Linked DNA regions of Mus musculus: regions 1 and 2 are each linked to region 3. The links are chromatin contacts, called in public HiChIP or PLAC-seq and capture Hi-C maps. All regions are on one chromosome and are shown on one strand. The core of a region is the stretch at or near the end of the contact, and the rest is flanking DNA. Distances in the headings are between cores, read along the strand shown. Region 1 holds the start of Irgm2 (immunity-related GTPase family M member 2). Region 2 holds the start of Zfp672 (zinc finger protein 672). Region 3 holds the start of Rnf187 (ring finger protein 187).

Region 1 (3,643 bases), core at 231-2,730, 720 kb after region 3:
GCATTTTAAAATGTAAATCGGAGTCTAATATGTGAGTAAAATTAGCCCATGCTAGTCTAAGACTCGCCATGGAAACTTAAACTGAATCTTCTGCCCCCAATTCCTACGTCCAATGCTTTACAAGTGTGAGCCACCTCACCGAGCTCAACTATGCAAACATTGAAAACTCACACTTAGGAAGAGATTGCCTATCAAGTACTCCACACAGTTCTTCCCTCATCCAGCAACTCTGAGGCTCCATGAGAGGGGCTTCCAGAGATGTGGGGAACAGCCTAAACTAGCTGTGGATCTGAGCTGTCAAAAACTTTTGTGAACACAGACCCTATTGGACCCTCAATCCTACCTTGTTCTTTATCACTTCACCATTGTGGGGACACAGGGAATTTCCGGGTGCTACTGATTCCAGGAAAGGGTGGTGATCCACCCCATGGTCAGTGGGAACAGCCTTGGACCCAGCATGCTTTTGGTAGGTGGTGTTTAAAGCGTCCCCCCGCCCCCACCGTAATTATCTATGAAGGACTGAGCTGGGTGGGTGCCTGTGGTGTGCCAGATTTTCTAAAGCGGATGAAATATTTGAACTGGTTTTGTCTTGGTTTTAATTTTTTAAATTTAATTTTATTTTAATTTCTTTATTTTTTGGTGTTTTTGGTTTTTAGATTTTGGTTTTGGTTGGTTGGTTGGTTGGTTGGTTGGTTTGGTTTGTTTGTTTTAAAAGGGCCCGTGAGACGGCTTACCAAGTAAACACACTTGCCACCAAACCTGATGATGTGAGTTCGATTGTGGAAGGAGAGAATCAGGTCTGCAAGTTGTCCTCTGATTGCCACAGACACACAGACACACACACTAAATAAATATCTTTTAAAATAATTGAGCTGAGAACTATACAAAAAGTTTCCTTAGAAACTCCATCTTTCAAGTTCCAGTCTCTATCTGCTCCGAATAAAGAGCACTGTGTTTACATAGTCCCGGGACATCCAGATACCCGGGAGAGGTTCTGATCCTGGACTCTGGCCAATAACTGAGAGACTGAGTAAAATCCCACCTGTTTTCTCTTAACTAGGCCCCCTCAGAAGACCCACAAACCCAGGGATACCCAGGTAAAAAAAGAAGCACACTGCTTCTCTCTGGTGAATTGGAAGGACTTGATTCAGCCAGACACCAGGCACTCCGATCCTGAAGACAGTGCAGGAGGGTGCCTCCTGCACAGGGTGCCCCAGAGGAACACCTGACCCCAGACTCCCCTGCCCTGAGCAGGTTTATAGGCCAAGCAGGAGCCCCTCACCTACCTGCTCAGAAGCCTTACAAAACTGCAATCCAGGCTCAGGACGGTCAGGAGAGAGAGAAGTGTGGTGGGGCAGGGTCCTGTGGGGAAGAGCGATTAGAAGAGGCAGGAGCAGCTGAAGGGCAGCCTGAGCTCCTAGGTTTCCTCTCAGACCCTGCTCTATCTATGTTGGCCCAGATGTAAGTCCCCAACTTCTAGGCGTGAGCCCTGCCTGCCTCCTCCCCAAGGGGCGGGGCCTGGTGCCCGAACAGCTTTCAGTTTCAGTTCCTGGAAATGGCTAGTTTTCGGGAGTTAGCACTCAGAGGCCAAGTTCTTCTTCAGAGGGGGGAGGAACTCTGTCGGCCGCTGGCCAGTTGGGGAGGTCAGAAGTCTGCCCGTGAAGCCTGCCATTCAGACTTCGGTCAGAGCTGCCTGGACTGACCCTGCTACCTCCCTTCCCGGAGCCCCTAGTGCTCAGATGATAGCACCTAACCCTGGGAGACGCTCATCTTCAGATCCAGTGCGTTCCAGAACTATGGGAGTGATAGGGTTTGAGGATCGCCGAAGGAAGACCCCCGACTCAAATAGTATATAAAAGAAAAGTCAGTGTATTCTGCAGAAATTACCAGCATTCTGAGGTCAACCATTCATCAAAATGGCGGCAGCCTGAGGGGCTTTAACGCAGGGGAAATTTTCAGAAGCGTTAGGTAACCTCTACTATGATCAGTAAGGGGCAAAGCAGTGACATTAGTACAATTTTTATTGGTTACTAGGTTAGTTTCATTATATTTGGTGAGACCTTGAAGAAGTTCAGACAGGAGCTCAGCTCTGGTCTTGGTATCTTCTCCAGCCATGTGTCCCAAGATCTAACTCAGCTCCAGACTGAGTCAGGGTCGGCACTGATCTAGGCTTATTGTCAGTGGCTTCCTCTGAGGATCCCAGTGTGCTTCCCCGGGGAACTGAAATGTTTCTTTCCCAGGGTTCTTAGTGGACCTCTCAAGAGCAGCAGACCCTTCACAAGGCTGCTCCTTGTAGCTGCTCCCCTTGTTCACTAGTTCTCTCGATCCCTCCTACCAGGGAGCCCTTCTAATCTACCCTGTCATCTTACCCTATCTCCAGTGTGGTCTCTTCTCACTCGTGATTCCTCAGAGTTCAGGAGACACAGTACCTGGCTTGCCCTGTGTTATTGATGACCTTGGGAGTAGAGGCCTGTAACTATTAAGCTGGTGTCCGTATTTCACACCACAGTCAGAACAGGTCTGGGGGTTTCAGGGCAAGGCTCATTAAAGAACCCATCAATGTCAGATCCCGAGGATATCCTGTGGACCATGTGTGGCAAGCCTACCTTCTATCGGTCCCTGACTTCCTCTTCCCTCACTCTTCAGTGTCTGGGCTGCTCTGAGCTCCTCCAAACTCCTGCCTTGATGTTCCAACAGGTGGAGAAGTGCTTCCCAGGGCCACACAACATCCTCCTCCCCTCCAGTCCTCAGCCTGGGTTGGTCTCTACAAGACAGCTGCACTGTCCCAAGGTGCTGTTACCTGCTTGATGCCTGCTGTTTTTTTTAGTCAGGGTTTCTATTCCTGCACAGACATCATGACCAAGAAGCAAGTTGGGGAGGAAAGGGTTTTTTTAGCTTACACTTCCACATTGCTGTTCATCACCAAAGGATGTCAGGACTGGAACTCAAGCAGGGCATGAAGCAGGAGATGATGCAGGGGCCATGGAGGGATGTTACTTACTGGCTTGCTTCCCCTGGCTTGCTCAACTTGCTTTCTTATAGAACCCAGGACCACCAGCCCAGGGATAGCACCACCCACAAGGGGCCTTTCCCCCTTGATCACTAATTGAGAAAATGCCTTACAGCTGGATCTCATGGAGGCATCCCTCAAGGGGGGCTCATTTCTCTGTGATAATTCCAGCTTGTGTCAAGTTGGCACACAAAACCAGCCAGGACACCTGGTTTCCCCTTTCCAGGACAGCACAGGCTCTGGAGCACCCAGCCCAGCACGGAGGGTCTGGGATCCTCCCCCATGCTTATTATGCAGGTCAGCAGCTCCTGCCTCACACCTACCCAAGTAGTTGACCTCTATGCACGTGTCTTGGGCCCAGAGTAGGTCAACCGAGTCAGCAGAATATATTAAACGCAGAGGCTGGAGACGGCAGTGGTTACTACTGCCTGTGAGCGCCCTAAGAGCTCTGTAACAGCTCCACAGATCTCACATCCTCAGTCCATTCTGGGAGCAGCAGATGGGTGTGACCATGCACTTGGGGATGCTTCACAGTGAATGTTACTAATTTTTGCATCTGATGTGTGTTATTATTAGGGCTGGGATACGAGTACACACACACACACACACACACACACACACACACACACACAC
Region 2 (4,070 bases), core at 743-3,242, 620 kb after region 3:
TTTCTCTGTATAGCCCTGGCTGTCCTGGAACTCACTCTGTAGACCAGGCTGGCCTCGAACTCAGAGATCCACCTGCCTCTGCCTCCCAAGTGTTGGGATTAAAGGTGTGCGCCACCACTGCCCGGCTGAGGCTAGGTTTTCTTTTGAGGCTAGAAGCCATGATAGGATAAAAATAATAGACAAGGAGTTATATTTACTTTTATGATGAAAATTGACAGGAAAATAGAAAGCAAGGTTTGGATCCTTCCATATCTCATCTGCGTGTGCAACATGGAGGGCCTAAAACCCAGCAGGCAATGTGTGGATTTGGATTGAGGTGTGGAAATGCCTTCAATCATCAGATAATGCCTATCTTAATTGCAGAGCATGATGGTCACACCTTTAGTCCTGACACGGGGAGGCAGAGGCAAGTGGATCTCTGAATTTGAAGTGAACATACTAAATTCCAGGCCAGCCAGGGCTACATAGTGAGACCCTCTCTCAAAACAAAGCCTACCTGCTCTGCAAATGACAGGTTAGCAGCTCAGTAATCGCTGTCTTTTACTCATGACCAGAACCATCTGTAACATCTGGCCATGCCAGTTTCACTGTCTGCACCTAGAAGATAACACCCTGGAAACCACCATAAAGCTGAACCTATGTGTATATACAAATATATTTGTGTGACATTTCAGTCTGTTGTCATCTAAAAAGTAAACAACTGTGAAGTTGTTACAAAATAAGTCACTCAGAAGGGAAGGGGGATGGGAGGAGGATCTTCGTGCAAAGGGTACTGGGAGGAGGGGGCTGATATTGTGATGTAAATTTTTAAAAGGTAACTTGAAGATACTATCAGTTCCCAGTATGTATTATAAAGTCAAATGATTAAATATATTTATATATCTTACAAAATTAAGTCATACACAAACTTTTTTTTAATGTTACTCTTTTATTTCAATAATGGTCTTGACAGGTAGTTTCATGTCTGTTGCTTTAGTAAAACACCCTGACAGAGCAACTAAATGAAGCAAGACTATTTTAGCTTCCAACTCTAGGTGATAGTCCATTACTATAGAGGAGTCTCAGCAGCAGTACAGGTGCTTGCTCCACATCCCATAGTCATGAACAAAGAGCTAATGGGTGCTTGACGCTTGCTCTCTGTCGCCTCCCAACACTCAGAACAGTGCAGAACCTAATCCATGACATGGTACCTCCCACATTCGGAGTGGGCCTTCCACCTCACTTAACCCAATCATGAAAATGTTAACCATGGGTCAACTCAACCCATATAATTCTCGTTGAGACTGTATTCTCAGGTGTTTTGATATCCTTTCAAATAGACAAAACTAACCAACACGGACTCAGGGTCTATGCTGGCTGAATTCCTGCTCCCACTGCGTCCAGCGAGTCTGCGTCCCACCGATCTGTTTCGTGTGGTACTTGTAAATAAACTCTGGGTCTCGGCTCGTCCAGCAATCTGTCAATTGAGCTACATCCCCAGCAGGTTTACGGTTTTGAGTTGGGCGTTCTATGCTGCAAGCGCTGGTTAGAAGCCCTTGCTCTGAAAGGTTGGGAGCCGTCTCCATTCACACCGGAAGGCATCTGGTCAGCAGAACAGGACTACCGCCGTCCCTGGCAATGCTGGACAGGTCATTAATCTATGGGGAAGATTAATCAAGACAGTGAGCATCTGGTCTGGCCTCGCAGTTTAGAAATACATTAACATGGCGACGGATGGGTGCTACTGGTCTCCCTCGAGTGGTCTATACGGCCCTGACTCAGCTCAAGGTGGCACTGGGCTCACAGCCCTTTGCTCTCAGTAGCAGAAGGGCCCACGCGTGGACACCCGAACGGAGAGACAGGTTAGCTAAACCTGCCCTGTGACACTGTGGGCACACCATGTCAACTCCGCCCTCTGCCAGGGCAGGTCAATAGTGCGCTTGCGCGGGCTAGATGCCCCAGTAACCCTGCGGACAGAGTGGGCCAATCAGCGTGCTGTCTCCTGGCCCCGCCCTGCACTGCGCCCGCCCCTTCCTCCGCGCCCTGAGGCCAGCGCTGTCCGCAACGCTTTGAGGTGAACGCGGCTCGGAGCGGCCCTCCGAAGACTGGTGAGAGGGCTGAGGGCCTCAAGGCAGGGCGGGCGGGGCCGCGGCCCTCGGCCGCTGCCGTCTCCTCTCAATACCGGGTCGAGGGACCTGGACCGGAGGGCGGCGGGCCAACGCGCCTGCGCAGGTTGCTCCAGGCCGGCGGTGCTGTCCAGCCTCACACCGGGGAAGTTGCCCGCCTGACGGAGCGGGCCAAGGGGCGATGACAGCCTGTGGCCGGTAGTGACAGCTTCAGGAGACCCGAGGAAGCGTGTGTCTTGCCTCAGCGCCCCGCAGGCTCGCGTCACTGGGGCGCCGGCGCCCGCCTGTGGTTAAGGCAGGCCGGGGTGTGCGTGCCATCGCGGTGGGAAAGGATTCCTGGGGCGGAGCGAAAAAGCCAGAAAGACCTGGCAGGCTGTAGTGTGCTAGAAGTCGGCCAGTAAGTTATGCCCCTGCCTCAGTCAGGCTCTGCCTAAGTAAGAGCGGTCCTGCAGAGTAAATCGCAAGTACCGCACAACTTCAGTTCTCAGGTTTATGACTGCTTTGACCTTTCTCTCTTCATAGAAACTGTTATGGTTTCCTGTATTGAGTTATCCCAGGCTGCAGGTACAGGCAACTTAAGTCCTCAAGGTCACACAATTAGTCATGGAAGAACTAGGAATTGGATGCTTGCCTTTCTGGATCCTCTAAGCAGGTTTGTCAACATAAAACGAAGCTCCCCAAAGGTAATGTGAGATGTATGCAGGCTACAGCAGAATTGGGGGGAAATTGCTATAAGTTTTAGATGCTATGTAATTATAGTCTTAGCTTTCAGGTTAGTGGAGGTTAGTGGTTTAAGTTAATGTCTTCCAAAAGCTTTACCTGATGGTACAAAAGTCTGTTAAAGAGATGAGAGGTAAATGACTGTTAAGGTGATTAAAAATAAAGATATCCAAAATAAATGTATCACCCCTACCAGACTTCCCGCCTCTGCCTCGGATGCTTGCACTACTGTGCCGGGGTGCTGTGAGATGAGACTGGGTACACAGGAAGGTGATCTTTGGGAGAGCCTTTAGGGTGTTGTGCTTTGTTTTTATAAACAAAATCTTAAGGAACAAATTCCTGTATCATGTTATTAGCCTCCATAATTCAGGTAGCAAGATTGAGGACAACTTGAAGCTACATGATACCTCATCCCCAAAGAAAGTATGACCTACAGTACAGGTAGCAGATGAGAAAACTCTGCCAACAAAAGAGGTGGGAGGCCTGGTTTGGGTTTAAGATTTATCTATGTATATGTGTTTGGGCATGTGTCTGAGTGCACTCAACCATGGAGGTCAGAAGAAAGCAACAGGTCCCCTGGAGCTTCAGTCACAGGCACTTGTGAGCCACCCTACATTGATGCTGAGAATCAGCCAAAGTTTGGTCCTTTGCAAGAACAGCAAGCTCTCTTAAAATCACAGAGACATCTTACCAGCCCATGCTATAGGTGTTAGATGCTATCTAGTGAGCAACTTAGCTGCTGAGTGAGTAGAAGATAATAGTCTCCTAAATGACTATAGTCTTAAGGATCTTAGGTCAGATGCGGAGGTGGGTGGTAAATGGCTATTACAAGGACTAGAGATGACACAGGATGAATTAGGCTCTCCATTTGCAGCAGTCCAAGTCTCCATAGCCAAGCAAGTTCTAATCACTCTGCAGAGTCTTCAGCATATGTGTGGCTTTCCACAGGTTCTTATCCCAACTCAGTTATCCAGGGCAAAGTATATATATAATGTATATGGTTGGATGGATCCATAGAGAACAGATTTGAAAGAGCTAACACAGCCACTCGCCACAAAGCAGCATTTTAGTCTGTTTATTTATTGGTGATCCCTTAAGATTCAATCACCTGGCAATGTCATAACTGAGTTTATGTAAGTAATTTCTGTGATAGTCACAATGACAAGTCCACATTGTCAGGATTTCATTCCATTGTTAATTGGCACATGGTTACACATCATTCCCTACAGTGTAGAGTATGTTATG
Region 3 (3,812 bases), core at 1,164-3,663:
CAGAAGACCTGAGGTCAATTCCCAGCACTCACACGGCAGCCCACAACTGTCTATCAGTCCAGTTCTGACACCTTCCTCTGGCCTCTCTGGGTACTATGTATTCATGTGGTGTGCATGCACGCCTGCAGGCAAAATACTCATACACATAACATAGAAATAAATATCTTAAAATATAATCAATTTAAAAAGAGGAAGAGAGAGGCTTATGTAGAAGACAGTAACACACACCCTCAAGTGGGTATGGAATTCTCAGAGAATTGCTGAATGTTTTAACTCAAAAGGATAAGATATTTTTCAATGTTTATCCATAGAATCAAATATTAAAGGCAGCTCATAGGCTATGGATGTATCTCAGTAGGGGAAGGTTTTCCCCAGTATATGCAAGGCCCTTCATTTGATCCCCAAAGTGGAATTCTGATAAGGGCAACTAATCTTAAAGCTTAGCCATTCACGCTGCTATGCATTTCTTTCCACATAACATGGCATTAGCAGAGTGCACTTTCAGGTATACCTTGGCCATGACTGTAGGTGGTGTCAGGGATGCCCATGCTCTGGGCCACCTTCCAGGTTACATCGTATCTTCCCACGTGTCCTTCATCCTTGCTTCCCATCCATGCTATGGTTTTTGTTGTTATCTTTGTTTGGTTTGGCTTTTCTTTTAAGCCAAGGTCTTGTCTTGTAGCTCAAACTGGCCTTGAACTCGATTTCCCTGCCTCCATCTCCCAATTGCTGGGATTAAAAGTACAGTCATTGCCTAGGATGCATAATGCCCTGGGTTTGAGCGCCAGACCTCAGTAACAATTTGAGAACCATGTTGGATCTGGCTATGGTCAGTTAGATGAGTGTGAAAGTGCCTAAGTACAACTGATTTTTTATTTAATTAATTTTAATTAATTTATACATAAATGCTATATCTGTTGAAGAGGTTGGCTCTAAACCCCCAAGGATACCACAATTTAAGGACACTCCAATCCCTCAGATAAAATGTTTCTCTTACACACATCACATCTCTCTCTCTCTCTCTTACACACACACACACACATACACAATTCTCTTTCACTCACAGACACAGACACACAGACACACACTTTTATTTATTTATTTATTTATTTATTTATTTATTTATTTATTTATTTTTGAGACAGGGTCTTACTATATAGCTTTGATTGGCCTGAAACTCACTGTGTAGACAAACTGGCCTGGAACTCACTGAGAACTGCCAGCTCTAATTCCTAAGTGCTGTGATTAAAAGCATGTATCATTATACCCAGCTAAAACATCATAATATTTACATGCATCTTTCTATGTAATATTTTTTTCCTAGATGACTTATGATACTTAACAGGATGTGAATACTGTGCAAATCTTCATTCTATTGTCTAGGAAATAATGACCAGAAAAGGGCTGTATAGCTTTAGTACAGATGTGGCTGCTGCCATAGTGTTTGGAGCATATAAATGGCAACATCACTGTCTTAGTTAGGGTTTCATTACTGTGAAGAGACACCATGACCAGTGTAACTCTTATAAAGAACATTTAACTGGGGCTGGCTTACATGTTTAGAGGTTCAGTCCATTATCAAGGCAGGAAGCATGACAGCATCCAGGCAGACAAGGCTCTGGAGAAGGAACTGAGAGTTCTACATCCTGATCCAAGGCAGTCAAAAGACTGTTTCCCGCAGCTAAGAGTGAGGTCTCAAAGCCCACGGCCACAGTGACACACTTCCTCTAACAAGACCACACCTCCTAATAGTGCCACTCCCTGGGCCAAGCATATTCAAACCACCACAGTCACATTTACAGTTATATCCGCAATCTCAGTCTGAAGAGTCACACATTGCAGATAGCTGACTACAGCTGTATTAACACAATATTCTTTAGAGTGCTTTCCTGCAAAACGTGCTGCTGTTCTGTGTGCACAGTGAGACTCCCTGACTTCATTTTATGTCGCTATCTTAATTTGGTCATACTCCTGGTTGACTACACAGGCATCTGCCTACCTAGCCAGTTTTATCCTGCTTCAGGGCTGAAGGTATAGCGATAAGTCACCCTGGAAAAGCCTTTCCTGACAGACCACCTCCCAAATTATCTGTGGGAGATGGGCAATTATTCATGATGTTGGGGCAGTACCCTGCAGGATGAGTAATCTTATAGGACACAGGGAGTATCTTTGTAAGGATCTGGGTTTGGAGCCCGCGACTGACACCATCAGGACAAAGGTCGTGAGCTGCTACGGGAACCAGTGTGGAAGAGAGCTCAGCTGCTCAATCATGGGCAGGGCGATGAGCGAATACCAGAACCTGAAATGAGAGCGCACAGCTGCAAGGACCTGGATGGAGGAATGCGCAGCTGCCAGGACCTGGACGTCAGAGCGCACGGCAGCCAGGACCCCGCCCCGCGCGCGCGCGTGCCCGGCGTTGGCGCAGTCTGGGTCTGAGTCGTAGGCTGAGGCTCGTCGGCCTTGATCTCCGGCCGGTCCTCGGCCCTTCTGCGCCCTCTCCGCCCGCGCCCTCGTCGGCGCCGCCGCCCGCAGCCCTGGCGCTCCCCGCGGGCCCAGCTGATGCCATCTGCGCCCTGTGTCAGCGCGCGCCCCGCGAACCGGTGCGCGCCGACTGCGGCCACCGTTTCTGCCGGGCGTGCGTGGTGCGCTTCTGGGCCGAGGAGGACGGGCCCTTCCCGTGCCCGGAGTGTGCCGATGACTGCTGGCAGCGCGCCGTAGAGCCCAGCCGCCCTCCGCTCAGCCGCCGCCTCCTGGCTCTCGAGGAGGCGGCCGCGGCGCCGGCGCGCGATGGCCCTGCCAGCGAGGCCGCGCTGCAGCTGCTCTGTCGCGCCGACGGGGATCCGCTGTGCTCCGCCTGCCGCATGGCCGCTGGCCCGGAGCCGCCGGAGTGGGAACCGCGCTGGAGGAAGGCCCTGCGCGGCAAGGTGCGCGAGGGGCCCCTGCACACTGTCCACCTTTGTGGCTTACCTGGAGTCAGGCATTCGATCAGTGTGCTGACCTCCTCTTCCCTCTCCCGCATCCCATGGGTGCCCAGCACCCTCCCTTCCCCGGGGACCCTGCCATGCTAGGGGCTCTTGGATCCTGGAGTCCGTGATTCTGCCTTCCTTCATCTCTATTATCTGTCTCCCGGACCCTGCTATGTCCCTCGAGCTATTATCTCTAGCGCATGCTCCTCCGTCCCCCTTTCATCCCAGGTCTCTGGCCTAGCTGTGCCTTATCTCTATACAACCTTAAGACTTCTATTTTTCTCGAATTCCCCTCAAGTCCCGATCCCATTCCTCAAGGCCTCTTGCTCCTATCCCGGTGTGATTTCATCGGTGCAAGCCCCGCCCATCCACTTGCTTATGGAGACCTGAGAGTGGTCTTTGGTCTACCAGTTACCATTTGCAGCCCTCTGAGGGGCTGTCGGTCCACCTCATTCAGGAACCTTCTCTGCTATACTCTCTTGGTCATTGCACGTAGCACCTGCCACCGGGCAGAAACCGACTATTAGACTCTGTGTGAAGATGGGTTGCAGGGATCTAGATAGAGTATCATCCCTGACCCAGAGAGAGATGTCTGAATAGCCAGGTAGGAAAGCCGTGGTCTCCGCCCGACAGGAGAGAAAATCGTAGCTTAGCGTGTTTGAGGGTGCTGTTATCCTTATGTTCTGCAATGATGCACCATGAGCCTCTGGAATAAGTTGTGAAGAACACTTTTGAGGTGGAGGCCTGTGGTTACATCCAGGTCCCAAACTGAGGTAGATACACTCTGTCAGAACATACTGCTGGGGTTGTCCTATGGTTTGTCGTCCCCTTACTAAGACAGCAATC

What was found. HiChIP or PLAC-seq counts read pairs in DNA pulled down with a chosen protein or histone mark. Capture Hi-C pulls out chosen DNA fragments and counts their contacts.
Region 1: a contact with region 3 is called in a capture Hi-C map of macrophages, with 4 times the contacts expected there. The contact joins the promoter of Irgm2 here to the promoter of Rnf187 in region 3. A contact is called at or near these places in 3 of 39 promoter capture datasets (erythroid cells, hematopoietic stem and progenitor cells and pre-B cells), 1 of 484 Hi-C or Micro-C datasets (Th1 cells), 4 of 115 datasets of contacts at active chromatin or transcription factors (bone marrow-derived macrophages, embryonic stem cells and microglia) and 1 of 9 other capture datasets (macrophages).
Region 2: an H3K4me3 HiChIP or PLAC-seq map of bone marrow-derived macrophages shows a contact between it and region 3, with 4 times the contacts expected there. The contact joins the promoter of Zfp672 here to the promoter of Rnf187 in region 3. A contact is called at or near these places in 9 of 39 promoter capture datasets (the C10 cell line, the HPC-7 cell line, cranial neural crest and 5 more), 2 of 484 Hi-C or Micro-C datasets (cerebral cortex and embryonic stem cells), 18 of 115 datasets of contacts at active chromatin or transcription factors (SST interneurons, astrocytes, bone marrow-derived macrophages and 10 more) and 4 of 9 other capture datasets (adipose tissue, liver, macrophages and 1 more).

Annotation. Positions count from the first base shown.
Region 1 is chr11:58,212,814-58,216,456 of GRCm38.p6, reverse strand. It overlaps Irgm2 (immunity-related GTPase family M member 2), which reads right to left and starts at 1,480. Exons shown (of 2, transcript NM_019440.3): 1 at 1,287-1,480.
Region 2 is chr11:58,321,287-58,325,356 of GRCm38.p6, reverse strand. Zfp672 (zinc finger protein 672) reads left to right here and starts at 1,992. Exons shown (of 4, transcript NM_001256516.1): 1 at 1,992-2,087; 2 at 2,628-2,788.
Region 3 is chr11:58,937,507-58,941,318 of GRCm38.p6, reverse strand. It overlaps Rnf187 (ring finger protein 187), which reads left to right and starts at 2,413. Exons shown (of 4, transcript NM_022423.2): 1 at 2,413-2,924. The coding sequence starts at 2,535.